Linked DNA regions of Sus scrofa: region 2 is linked to region 1. Evidence: chromatin contacts called from public Hi-C data. All regions are on one chromosome and are shown on one strand. Each heading gives the region's core, a stretch centred on a gene start, on an enhancer-like site or on the middle of the called end of the contact. The rest is flanking DNA. Distances are from core to core; before and after follow the strand shown.

Region 1 (6,399 bases), core at 2,064-4,563:
TGTGTTCATTTTCCAAAACCAGTTTGGGGGGGGGGTGGCCAAATGGTACTTTTATGATACGTTTGCTAAAGAAGTTTAAATCAAGTTCTAAAGCCTCCTGGGGGGGGGGGGGCTGAAGAGCTGAAGATGGGCGAATGCTGTTCTCATCTCAACAGAACATCCTATGAGCAATAGCATAAGAAGAGCTGGGCCCTCCCTCCCACTAGCCCCACCTGTGCCCCATATCCTCTTTAGAGAAGGTTTGGGTTCAACAGGGAATCACGTGTACACTAGGACCCTCTTGGCCTCTCCTCTAAGAGTTATTCAGCAAGATGTCAAAGGCCACTTATGCGGAAAGCGGTGCAGGAAGCCTCACTCAAGTACCTGCCATGCCCTCCTCACCAAGAGAAGACATAAACTTGCTGGAACAGATTCTGGGGGAAAGGGGGACATCTCCCTACTGCCCCAGGCTGACCAGATCCTCAGCTGCGGGATCCCTGAAAGGGCAGTGGAGACAGGGGACTTGAAAAGGCTCCTCCACTCTCAGAAACCCCTGGGAAGCAAAGGGGTAGGCAGAGAGGGTTTCTGTCCCACTCTGGCTAGGTCCTGGGGCTGCAAAGCAGCAAAGTTTCCAAACACTCCCAGGAGGTCACTGAGAGAGATTTTTATCCAACCCTAACGTGGGCTGATCCAATCTTACCTCACTAGCCAAGACAGGGCAATCAGCCCTCTGGGAAACCTTCAAAACACAAATTAAAGGGGCACAAAAAGGTAGTGCGCAAGTGACTGGCCTGAGGCTTGGGTTTCTCTTTCTGCCCCTCCTCTCACCCACCCTCTTCCAACTGGCCCGGGCAAAGGAAGGCTGGTGAGGGGCCCGTGGGCACACTGGGGGGCTGCCCTGCAGTGGGCCGGCCAGGGGACCCAGCTCCAGGCCCCTCAACCCCACGCCGCCCTGGCCCCGGCCGCCTCTCACCATCACATAATGGCGCTGCATCTCCGTCTTCTCGTTCGCCAGCTTGTCGTACTCCACTTTGAGGCTGCGAGGGCAGGAGGAGCCGGCTCAGGCCTGGCGCCTGCACAGCCTCCTCAGAGGCCCCAACCCAAAGGCGTCTGACAGCCACCTAGCCACTTTGTAGAGTGCCCCCAGGTTACCCCCTCATTCTGCAGCCGGCGGGGGACTTGGGTCCCCGACGCGCGGAGAGGGAGTGAAACAATTTGAAACTTTGCGCGGCCCAAGGAGTGAACCTATCTGGGCTGCGGAGGCGGGGGGTGGGGGTGGAGGGGTGGGATCCTGATTCAGGCTCAAGACCGCCCCCCGCCCCAGAACCCGGAGCGAGTCGGCTCGCCACCCGGATCCTCACCCCGGGGACTGTGCGTGCGGCGCGGGGATCCGAGAGGCTGCCCGCACCAAGGGGTTAAGGCGCCGCGCTCCGAAAGGGGAAACAAAAGGCGGAGGCCCAGGCTGCCCCGCCGCCCCGGGGTCTGGAGCCCGATCTGTCCCCGAGAGGAGAGGGTGACAGGAGCTTCGGCGGGGACTCCCCCGCCCCGCCAGCCCTGGGGCAGCCCCCACCGACCTTACCTGTGGTATTGAGCTTGCAGGAACTGGAATTCGTCTTTGATCCTGTCACAAGACTCAGCCACTGTGAATTTAAATCCCGGCTGCCCAGGTTGATGGGGAGCCTGGAGCCGGCGAGGACAAGACAGGGGAGGGGCGGGGGCGTCAGACGGGGCACCAAGCTGTCCAGGCCCCTCGGTGGTTTCCTCTGGTCTCCCCCCGCCCCCACCCAACCGGAGAGGCCACCCTCACGGCCCAGAACCTTCCCAGCAAGTTTCTCAGCTCTCCGAAGGGGCGTGGGGGGGAGATCTCTCCCTATTGGCCGCGGGGCTCCCATTCCTTTTTAGAAGGGGCACCCCTTCCCAAGTAAGACCCAGGTGGGGGAGACAGGCTGAGTGAGTTGGAAGACTTAGGCGAGGGGGCGGAGGACAGCGTGAAAACAAACAGTTCCCCGGGAACACTGGCAGCCCCCCCCAACCCCCCCGCCAATCGAGCGGAATTAACCTCCTCTCGCAACGGCGCCCCCCCATCCCATCCCCTTTGTGCGAGCGCGCGCGCGCGCACACACATACGCACAGACACACACACACCCCACACACACCATAAAGGTAGCAACAAGCAAAATGGAGGTGCCAGATAAACTGCCTCGTTTACCCTGCCATGATAGATGCTTAAATAAACCAAGTTGCAATTACTCACCGGATGTCTGCCTTGCGGATACATGGCAGGGAGGGGTCGTGATTCTGAGAGCGTAGAAACGCGGAGAGCTCGGGTCGGGGAGGTGCGGGGGAGGGGGGAGCCAAGACCGAGCGGGGGGCGGCCGGGAAACCGAGAGCTCGCCCCCGGCCCCCCCAGCCCGCTCTCGCAGCGAAATCCCAGAGTCAGGCGCCCGCCCCAAGCGGAGACAAAGAGCCGAGAAGCAGGCGGCAAAGTCGTCGGCGGGCACCGAGGCCGGGCGGTGGGCTTGGGCTTTGTGCACCTAGGGTTCGGCTGACTGAAGCCGGCCGCCTTCCCCCCACTGCCTGGAGCGCGTCAGAGCCGGAGACTGCGCGGACATCGTCGTCACCCCGGAGGGTCCGGCGCGGGGTCCCGAGGTCCGGGGCCCCTCCTGGGGCAAGCGCGGGCGCCCTCCGGATCACTCAGCGCGTCGCGCCGGGAGGGGGACGCGCCGGGGCAGTCCGAGCATCCAGGGCGTTCAGGTCCGATCCCAGGGGCAGCTCTCCGCGAGAAGAGGAAGAAGGCAAGCACCGAGGTGGCGGCTTGGGCCGCAGGAGCGCCGGAGGGTGAGGGCGGGAGCCCGGCGCGGGCGCTTCGACGCCCCCCCTTGGAGAGGAGAGCCTGCTGTTCAGTCTGCTTCTGTCGCCGCCGCCGCTGCGAGCCCTTCCCAGGGCCGAGGAGGAAACTCCGCGCTCAGGAGGTGGGAATCAACCGCCCTGGCATCCTAACTCCAGCAGGCACAGGAAACCGCCGCAAAAGGGTCCTCGCTGCTCCCAGCTCGAGGGCCGGGTCCCCAGCGAGGAGCGCTTGGCGCCGCCGCCGCCGCCGCCGCCTCCGAGCGCGCAAGCAGGAGAGCGCTGGAGGGGAGACGCAGCCCGAGACCGGGGACCTCTGCGGCTTCCTTCCTTCCCCTCGGCCCGGCTCTCCTCTCCGCTCCCCGACAATCCCCCCAGACGCGCGCGCGCGCGCGCGCGCACACACACACACACACACACCAAAAAAAAGTGCCCCGGACCTGCGGATACCACACACAGACAAGCGAGGGGGACGAGCACGAGGTCTGAACTGCCGCGAGAGCAGTTCCAAATAGGGACTGAAAAGTAACAAAATAATGTGGCAGCTTCGCCAGCCGCTAACCAATGGGAGCGCGGGGTCCCCACGTGGGGCTGTCGGACTCGGCCTGCGACTGGGCGCCGCCGGGCGCGACGTCACAATGCCCTCTTGTGTCTAAAACTATGCATGAAAAGTAGCAATCAGGCCCTACCCGCTGGTGACTTTCGCAGGGGAGTGAAAAACAGCGCTCCTCAGATCAGGAATTAACCGAAAGACATATAATAAATAGATATATATTATAGTACTGGGCTGCTAAGGATTTCCCCCCCCCCCGCTCTTTTTTCCCACGATCTACTAGCAAATAATTATTTGGCGGGAGGGGAAAGAGAGAAGACAGAAGAATAACAACAAAAGAAAAAAAAGACAAACTGTACAGTCCTCAAAACCTGTGGCTGGTAGTAATGTATCAGTTTATTCTGCAGAGGCGGCGAAGGATTCCTCCCTCTAATCTCATTAGGTCTGCAAAGCAGCCCAATTAGATACTATAAAACAAACAGAATCACTTTGTCACTTTAATGTTTTCACTTCACAAGATTTAGGACCGATAAAATGGTGGCTCCCGAAGTTGCCTGCCACCTTAAAAAAATTTTGCTCGGAACTGAGGGTGTCCCTTTCTTTTCCCCTTCTCCTGCCCTCCTACTCCCCCCACCCCAGGCCCCCAGCTTTTCTTCTTTGTTCATTCGTCCTTTTCAGAAAGCCAAATAAACAGCGTCTTTGATGTGCGGCGGCTGCCCGCGGGGAGAAGCCTAAGGAACTCTCCTTTGGCGGGCAGAGCAGATGGAAAGGCCCGACTGCCCGCGGACACTCGGGTCCTCCCGCGCTATCCCCACTCGGGGCTCCTTCCTGGTGGAGACGGCTACGCCCTCGCCGCAGCTGTTCATTGAGCGTCGGGGCCGGGGAAGCGGAATCGGGAATGCCGTGGCTGCTGGCCCCACCGCGGCCCGGGAGCTCCGAGTTCCGTCCCGGATTTCTCAGCTTGCTCCCGGCAGGGTCTTCGCGTCGGCGGAAGCCTGTGGAGGGGCGCGCGTGCAAGCCCGTAGGTGTCTCGGCCGCCAGCCTTGACGCCCTGGGAGGTGCAGACTCTCATCCGCCCCCGTGCGCTCCTCTTCCCACCCCCGCCGCCGCGCCTCCGGGACTCCCCGCGCGGTTGCACACTCGACTCTGGGTCCAGTTTGCCCGCAAACAGATAGCCTCGATCGCCTGCACTCGGGGTTACATCAGGGCAGACGGGCCGTGGGGACATGGGCCTCAAGCGGCTGGAAGGCTGGAGTGGCCGCGCCCCAGATCCCACGGGCACCGCCGAGTGGACGGGCCCAGGTGGGCCCTAGGTACCCCCCTTCCCAAGTATCTCCGCGGACCTGCACGAACCCCGGGGCCCGCGGTTGGCCCCGGATCTATATTTTCCCCTCATTAGGAGCTGGAGTTCGCTTTTGCATCTTAATGAGGAGCTGAGAACAAGCGGGCGCTCGGAGGCCGGTGCGTTGGGAGTTACACGTGAGCGCCCGCCTTGGAGTTGAACCTCCCTGCGCCCGCTCCGGCCGCCAGCCCCGAACCGCACTCCTCTCTTCATTTATTTATTTTCCTAAATAAAAACATAAATCGTGTGAGGCACGCACCGAAGAGGGGGGTGGGGAGAAGCCCGGCTCGACAGATGCGAGCATCTGGCCGCAGCATTCATTAGACACAAAATGGCTCCTCTTTGGAGCTTCCTTTTCCCCTCCCCCTTCTCTGCCCTCCCCCTTACGTCACCGGTGGGCGCACCCTCTTCCTACCCGCCCCGCCCCTTTCTCGCTCCTGCCCCCACGTGGGTGCCGCCAACCCCGCCCCCGAGCAAGGACAGGAAGGCCAATCACAGACAGCTAATGGGACTCTCTGTTACTGATTGGTTCAACTGCAAGGCGCTGTCAGTCCGCGACCGCGGCTGTCAGTCAAAACCACGCGGGGTGGGGGAGCGCTGACAAATGCCGAGGCTTCTGAGCCTCCCGCTTGCAAATAGTGCTTGGAATGGCTGCTTAATTAGCTTTGAATGGCTTTTCCTTCCAGCTCAAACAATCTGTCACTACCATGTGGTATAAAGGAGCCATGCATAAAAAAGTAAGCAGAGGCTAAATATCAATTTGATTTTGTGTATCAAAGGAATATTTTATTTTTCTCCCTAGTAATGAAACGTATCAATTTAAATAATAAAAGGTAAAACACACACACACACACACACACACACACACACAAACCAAAAAAAAAAAAAAAGAAAAAAGAAAAAAAAGAAAGAAAAAAGGAAAAAAGCCAAACTCCACGGTTCTCCTACTCCTGTGCAAGCCTGAAACAGGTAATTTCTAAGACCCACATTCAGAAGGAGGCCTGAAGATTTCCCCCCTTACATTACTTTTAAACTTGAATAAGTATTCTGTTGTGGTCCAGAAGTCTAGGAGTGATGGGGGAGTGGTGGCCCCGTAAAAGGGGAGGTAGGGGCGGGGATGGGGGTAAACTTTAAAGGGAGCTCTTTGAAGCTGCTAATCAAAGTGGAGGGGGGGTAAAACCCCATAAACTGGGGATCCTGCAGCAGGTCTCGATTTGGGAGTTGAGGGGGGTGGCCGGTGGGGGGAGGGAAGCGGGTGTGAGTCTCGCCTGGATTTATTAAACACAATGCCTTCAAGATGCCCCAGACGCAGCGCCTGCCCCAGCCTTCTCTCTCTAGGTTCTCACGTGGACTGGCTCAAATGCCCCTGCCCGGGGTCAGCCGCCGGCCCCCGGGTCTTCCTCCGAGGACAGTGGCCAGAAGAGCACAGCAGCTCTGTCTCGAGTTTGGCGTAGCTTCTGCCCCATGTCCGCTCTCCTGAGGACCCCACAAGCCAGGGTGCTCCTGCAGGGCAGATTCACGTGGGGTTCACCTCGAATTCACCTGTGAACCTCAGCGCTGGGCCCAGCACATTGGAGGAGCCCGCGGGGCGTCTGATCGACCTGGTTTTGCAAGGAGCCGCCTCCTCTGCCTGGCCTGACCAGAGAACTCCACCACGCAGTCAGCGATGGTAGTGGCA
Region 2 (6,318 bases), core at 913-3,412, 59 kb after region 1:
TCTTGGTTTCCTCACCTGGGAAAGGTGGGACCAATAGCAGCTATTTCCAGGGCCACCATGTAAGTGTATACTTTACGTAACTCTAGAGGGGTCATTGGCCCAGATGTCCCTCGTGGGGCTTCTGGCTCAATCTCTCGCTCTCTCTGAGGGATTGAGGATGTGTGAGGCAGCAGACGGGTGGGATTCCTGACACAGGCCCCAGGACCCCTGACTGGGTGAGTAACCCCGACTGACCATGACCTGGGAATTTCCTCTCTTTAGGGCAAACAAGGGAGCACTCTGTGCCAGACACTATTCTAGGCAGTTGACATGTTTCCAGTGGCTGATTTAATCCTCACAACAACCCAGTAAGATAGCTATGCTATTATTATCCCTCCATTTCACAGACAGAGAAACCAAGGCACAAGAGCTGAAGTGACTTGTCTGAGGTTGCCCTAGCTAGTAAAGGGCAGAGTTTGGATTTGAAGCCAGGTCGTCTGTCTCCAGAGACCATACTCTTACTTCTTACTATGAGTTGCCTCTTGTGAGGTACACCAGCAATATTCAGAGTGTGGCCCTGGAGTAAGATTATGTATCAGTTAGCTATTGCTGTGTAACAAGTACCTCTACAAACAAGGTGGTTTATTTCTCACAATTCTGGGAAGTGGCTGGGCAGTGCCAATGCTGGTTTCTCTTGAGCTGTGGGTCTTGGTTTCCTCACCTGGGAAAGGTGGGACCAATAGCAGCTATTTCCAGGGCCACCATGTAAGTGTACACTTTATGTAATTCTAGAGGGGTCATTCTAGACCCTCAGCTGCATTTTGCTGGATTCGCTGGAGGATCTGCAGGGCTGGAAGTTCAGCCCTGGCCTGACTTGCACATCTGATGTGAGCTGTTCACAGGAGAGCCGTGGTTCTCCTCCAAGTGTCCTTCATGCTCAGGATAGACCAAGGGGCAAAACTGGCAGCTGTGAGGTCTTATGAGGCCTGGGCTGCAGAACTTACACAATATCCCTTTTGTCACATTCTGTTAGTCACAGTGACTCCAGATTCAAGGGGCGGGGGCAGGAATTCCATTCCTTGATGGGAGGGGCCTCAAAGACTTTATGGGCATATTTAATGTGTCACATGATGCCTGGGTTTGACCACTGGGATGCTTACTAGTTGTGAACTTGGGCTTTTTTACTTAATCTGTCTGAATCTCAATTTCCTTCCCCACGAAATGGGACAACAGCAATCCTCTCTTGTCAGGGATTACGATGACATGAGAAAATGCACTAAAGTGTTTGCACAGTGCCTGATACATGAATGCCCACTGATACTATAATTAGATGACACTGCTTTTACTGGTCCATGAACCCCGAGCAAGAAAAGACTGACGAAACTCCAGGACATCCCACCCAAGGGAGCTAACTGCAGAGCCTTGACAGTTCTCTGGGTCTCTTGACTCCCAGTCCAGTGCTCTCTCCATCACACAAGCTGCCACACTTAGGCTAAAGCAAAGAAGACAGATATTCCAGTTCAGGGAGGGCAAACCACTTTTCTCATACTTTCTGCCCGAGACTGATTGGTGGCAGCAACCCTGAGTCCTGCACAGAAAAAGCCTGTGAGGCTACTCCCCACTCAGTGGCAAGGAAAGCCAGGTTGACCAGTGACTTTGGCCTTGGGGATGGGACAGGAAGTAGCCACTTGTGTGGATTACTTGTCACCCCTCTTTGGCCTTAGCTTTGCCCTCACCTGCCCCAGCACAGAGAACTGAGTGAATCACGTGTTCCGGGTCTTTCATTTCGCAGAGCAGAACACAAGGTCCAGAGTGGTCAGGAGACTGGTCCAAGGTCACACAGTGGGACCATCCCTTCATCAGTGACTCTCCCATGTTTGCTTTCTTCTCAGATCCTTGGGGGTTCTGGACAGGTTTGAGTCTGGCTCCTGCTGCCCGGGTTTCCCATCTTCAACAAGAGAGGACTTGAGCCAGAGCTTCCTGCTCAGGTCTCGGGGGTCCCGCCAGATGCAAGGCAGTCAGCGTCAGGAAGAAGGCTTCTCGGCTCTTTGTTTGGATTCAGATAAGGGCATGTTCAAGTTTCTTGAGATCACTGTGGAGGCCAGCCAATTCTATTTTCACCCGAGGATCCATCATCTCTCTCGCTGGTCTTATGCACACGTCAGCTGGCGTGAACTCAGATGGGGCAGGCGCACGATTAGGAGGAGGGAGGAGTGGTTATTCAGGCGCTGGGCGCCAGCAGGTTTAGCCTTCCCTTTCCGAGGCAAAAACATGACACAAATCTTCCCCCCCACCCCCCACCAGCCAACTCTTCCTTGTGTGTCTGCCCAGGGTGACACTCAGACAACGTCGGCACTCAGGCCCAACCATTAAGGAATTCATTAATCAGAATCCTGTTTACAGCTCCCTGGCAAGCAATCATAATTTACTGGCTCACGCCAGACCCTGGGCCTTCCTGCAAACTGCTGTGACATTTGGTAAAAATATCAGCTGGGGACGGGGCCAGGTCGGGAGGTGTGTGTGCAATTCGGGCTGACTTGTGAAGTGCAGGCGCAGTGTGGGTCACAGGCCTCGGGGAAGGCTGGAAGACAGCCTGTCACCGGCTCGAGGTGTCACCTTGGACAAGTCACTTCTCTGTCATCTCACATCTGTTTCCTGAGGGGTTTGGAGGAGTTGAATGGCAAAACTCTGTTGGCCCACAGACTTGTCCTTGTGGTCTGCACAGAATCAGCCTGCACTGCATTTTTTAAAAAAAGGAATCCCTTGCCAACATTTGCACACTATAGGTTTCCAAAATCTAGATTTCCGGTATGATGCTGAGCATGTACTCCTGCTTGGTAAGGATGACCTGTGAGCTGAGTAGTCTCTGATGTCTCCACATGGGTCTGTGATCTGGGGCTGGCCAAGGTTAACAGCAATCCCTGCTACTAGGCATGGGCCCAGACCTCTGGGTAAGGCTGTGCAGGTTGTTTACTGCATGAGGCACCCAGCTGTGAGGCCCAAAGGGGGCTGCATTCCCATAATTTGTTTGCTGCGTCATGGGTGTTAAGATAGGGCTCTGTTTGGCGGGAGGAAAGGATACTATTTTTTTTTTTTTTAATACTTCTCACCAAGAATTATTATATTGTTTGATGCAGTATTTGTATTCTATAGATTGAGGGTGGGGCTTCCTCAGAGGCAGAGAGACGGGCAGGGCATGGGCTGTCAGTCAGGACATCTACCTGTGACTTAGAGGAAGTCCCTTTCCGTTCCTGGGCCACAGTTTCCTCATTAAAAAATGAGAGGGTAGGCGTTCCTATCATGGCTCATCAGAAATGAATCTGACTAGTATCCATGAGGATGCAGTTTTGATCCTTGGACTCACTCAGTGGGTTAAGGATCCGGCGTTGCTACGAGCTATGGTGTAGGTCACAGACGCAGCTCAGATCTGGCATGGTTGTGGCATAGGCCAGTGGCTACAGCTGTGATTTGACTCCTAGCCTGGGAACCTCCATATGCTGTGGTTGTGGCCCTAAAAAAGACCAGGAAAAAAAAAAAAAAGATGGTAGGCATTCCCATTTTGGTACAGTGGGTTAAGTATCCGACTGCAGTGGCTTGGGTCTCCATGGAGGCATGAGTTCAATCCCTGGCCTGGGAACTTCCCTATGTGGCAGGTGCGGCCAAAACAAAACAAACAAAAAAACTTAAAGAAAACTGAGAGGGTTAACTAGGTGATCTCAAAGGCCCTTCTGGCTATGGGAAAGTATGACGCATCAAAGAGATAGAAGCTGCAGAGACAGCCTGGAGTGCCAGAGGCATGAACTGGGTTGCGTGCCTTAGCTCTGGGGAAGAGGCTGCGGAGGTCAGCAGGAGCTGGAAGGGATGGGGGCACAGCACAGAGTTGGTGTAGATCTGTCCCTAGCTTCATCTTGTGATGCCCCATGGCTTGTAGGGGAGGCCCTGGGGCTACGGCTGTCTGTCATCCAATAGAAGGTCACACAGCATGTTCACGGCAGGGGTGGGACTGGAACTCAGCTCCCTCTAGGCTCCTGAGACTGTGCTGCTACCACAAGCTTCCCACCTAAGGCAGTCTGCTCTGGTCCCCACCCTCGTCAAGGGTATGGACGGAATGGGAGAGCCCCTTTAGGAGTTTGAAACATGGAAACCAGGCTAGTAGAAGGGGAGGCATTCTAGGCCAGGAGGTTCAGGCCACCAACATTGTGGAGGGGGAGCCCACCAGTTTTCTTGCTCCCTCCATCATCCTTCCATGAGCTCAGGACCTCTTCTATTATCCCTCCCCTGTTCACCTGGCTCTGTCTGTTCTCACTGCCCCTTCCCTTGCTCTGGCTCTGACTTTCTCCAGACCAGCAACTGCCAATCTAGAGCTTCCAGACAAATAACTACCTATTTTCGTAAAGTTTTATTAGAACACAGTCACACCCATTTGTATACATATTGTCTATGGCATAATAAGGGCAGAACTGAGTAAGTGTGACGGAAACTATAGGTATGGCTTTTGATGCTGAAAAAATTTACTACCTGACCTTTTACGGAAAATGTTTGCCAAGCTCTGCCCCAGACCCACCAGTGCCCGTGAAACAGGAGTCTTGATAAAATTATCGGCTTGTTTTCCTTATTTTACCAATGAGGGAAATGAGGCACAGAGAGGTTAAGCAACTGGCGCAAGGTCACACAGCTAATGAGAGACAGACCCAGCCTCTGAACCCAGAGAGGCTGCCTCTGGAGTCAGTGCTCCCTTCCTGAGAAAGGTCACTCTTCCAGGATTTCCAAACACAAACAGTTGCCCAGAGTACAGCCCAGAAAGTGGGCACCTTATGGCCTCTGCCTTGACCATTTTCTTCCAAAGCCATTCCCCTTTCTGGAATATAATGGACCACATATTTTGGGTTGAACATTGGAAAAAGGCTTGTAGTGGAGCACCTGTGTATGATTAATCTCTTAAACCTTAAAAGTAGAGCCACGAGATAGTACTTGTCTGCTCAACTTACAGGAATGTGGTCCTTTGCTCATGACAGCACTGATGTTTGCTGATTTTAGAGGAGAGAAGGGTTCCCTGAGGGACTGCCCAGGGTGTGATATCACAGGGGGACTATTTCACCGACTTAGGAGAATGAATGGGATAGAAGCATTTTTGAAACTTTTGTACCATTGCCCCACATGTAGGTTCTTAGAGAATAGTGTTTGTTTCATGTTGATTGGTGAACTGATTTTATTTCCTTAAAACCAAAAATCCATTTCTTGAAACAGGTTCCATAAGGAATCCTTAAAAATGTGTACACACCTAATGCTTTTTAAAGTTTTATGTCAAATAAGCTTTTTACTTAACACTCCGTAGTCCTCTTACCATCAATTTTTTTCAGAATATTTTCATTGTTCCTGTCAAATAGGTGGATGTACTGGACTGTTCTAAGGCATTACATGCATTTCTTTATTATTCTTCATGAATGCGAGGGCTCCCTCACCTTGAACAATATGGAAATATGTTTGAAGAAAGAAAATGCCCTGAAAAGTGGTTAATATTGCACACTGAGCTGACCTTTTTTTGTGTGTGTGGGGGTCTTTTTGTCTTTTTAGGACCACACCCGCAACTCATGGAGGTTCCCAGGCTGGGGGTCTAATCAGAGCTACAGCCGAGGCCTATGCCATAGCCACAGCAACACGGGATCCGAGCCGAGTCTGCAACCTACACCACAGTTCATGACAATGCCGGATCCTTAACCCACTGAGCGAGGCCAGGGATCGAAACCACAACTTCATGGTTCCTAGTTGGATTCGTTTCTGCTGTGCCACAATGGGAATTCCCTGAGCTGACCTTTAAAATCAGCACCGGATAACCACAATAGATGCTGCACCTTTTCCAGGAAGTAGCCCTTTCTGATTCTGATGACTAAAGGCATGCCCATAAATCAGTGGCACCAACAGGGTAAAAGCAGCCCTGTCTAGAACAATCATTTTAGTTTACTTGCTGAACCTAACAGGTTCATGTCTTTGACAATAAGTACAATTAATATCAAATAGCAAAATGAATCCAGGCATAGGTTAGAAATATAAAAACAAACTCATAACTTGATAAATGATCTTTGGGCATTCTGGAATCTTCTGGAAAAATCTGGCTCTCTGCAAAACTGTTTGTTTTCTGGTTTACCCAGAACTTACTCATATGCTATGAGATAATCCATACCATGCACTAACCAAATATGGTGGACACGACTATCCCTACTTCATAGATGAAGGAACTGAGGCTCAGGGAGTCAGGTGACTTCACACAGAAGAGCTGTCTTTAACCAGCTCATCTAATTCCGCAATTCGGCACTTTTTTTTTTTTTTAATTAAAAAATT

What was found. A called contact is a pair of places that touch in the nucleus more often than the background predicts.
Region 2: a Hi-C map of skeletal muscle shows a contact between it and region 1, with 2.8 times the contacts expected there. The contact joins the enhancer-like site here to the promoter of TLE3 in region 1. A contact is called at or near these places in 6 of 47 Hi-C or Micro-C datasets (blood, embryonic fibroblasts, fetal heart ventricle and 2 more) and 1 of 2 datasets of contacts at active chromatin or transcription factors (skeletal muscle).

The regions. Positions count from the first base shown.
Region 1 is chr1:167,852,600-167,858,998 of Sscrofa11.1, forward strand. TLE3 (transducin-like enhancer protein 3) reads right to left here and starts at 3,314. Exons shown (of 20, transcript XM_021100790.1): 1 at 2,234-3,314; 2 at 1,559-1,659; 3 at 953-1,016. The coding sequence starts at 2,257.
Region 2 is chr1:167,913,204-167,919,521 of Sscrofa11.1, forward strand. No RefSeq gene overlaps it. Among named protein-coding and RNA genes, the nearest start is that of TLE3, 60 kb to the left of the region's middle. Within about 2 kb of position 2,163, at least 17 of the 83 cell types and tissues checked have an H3K27ac peak or open chromatin away from gene starts, as enhancers often do. A contact at or near this core is called in embryonic fibroblasts and skeletal muscle, where this site is marked.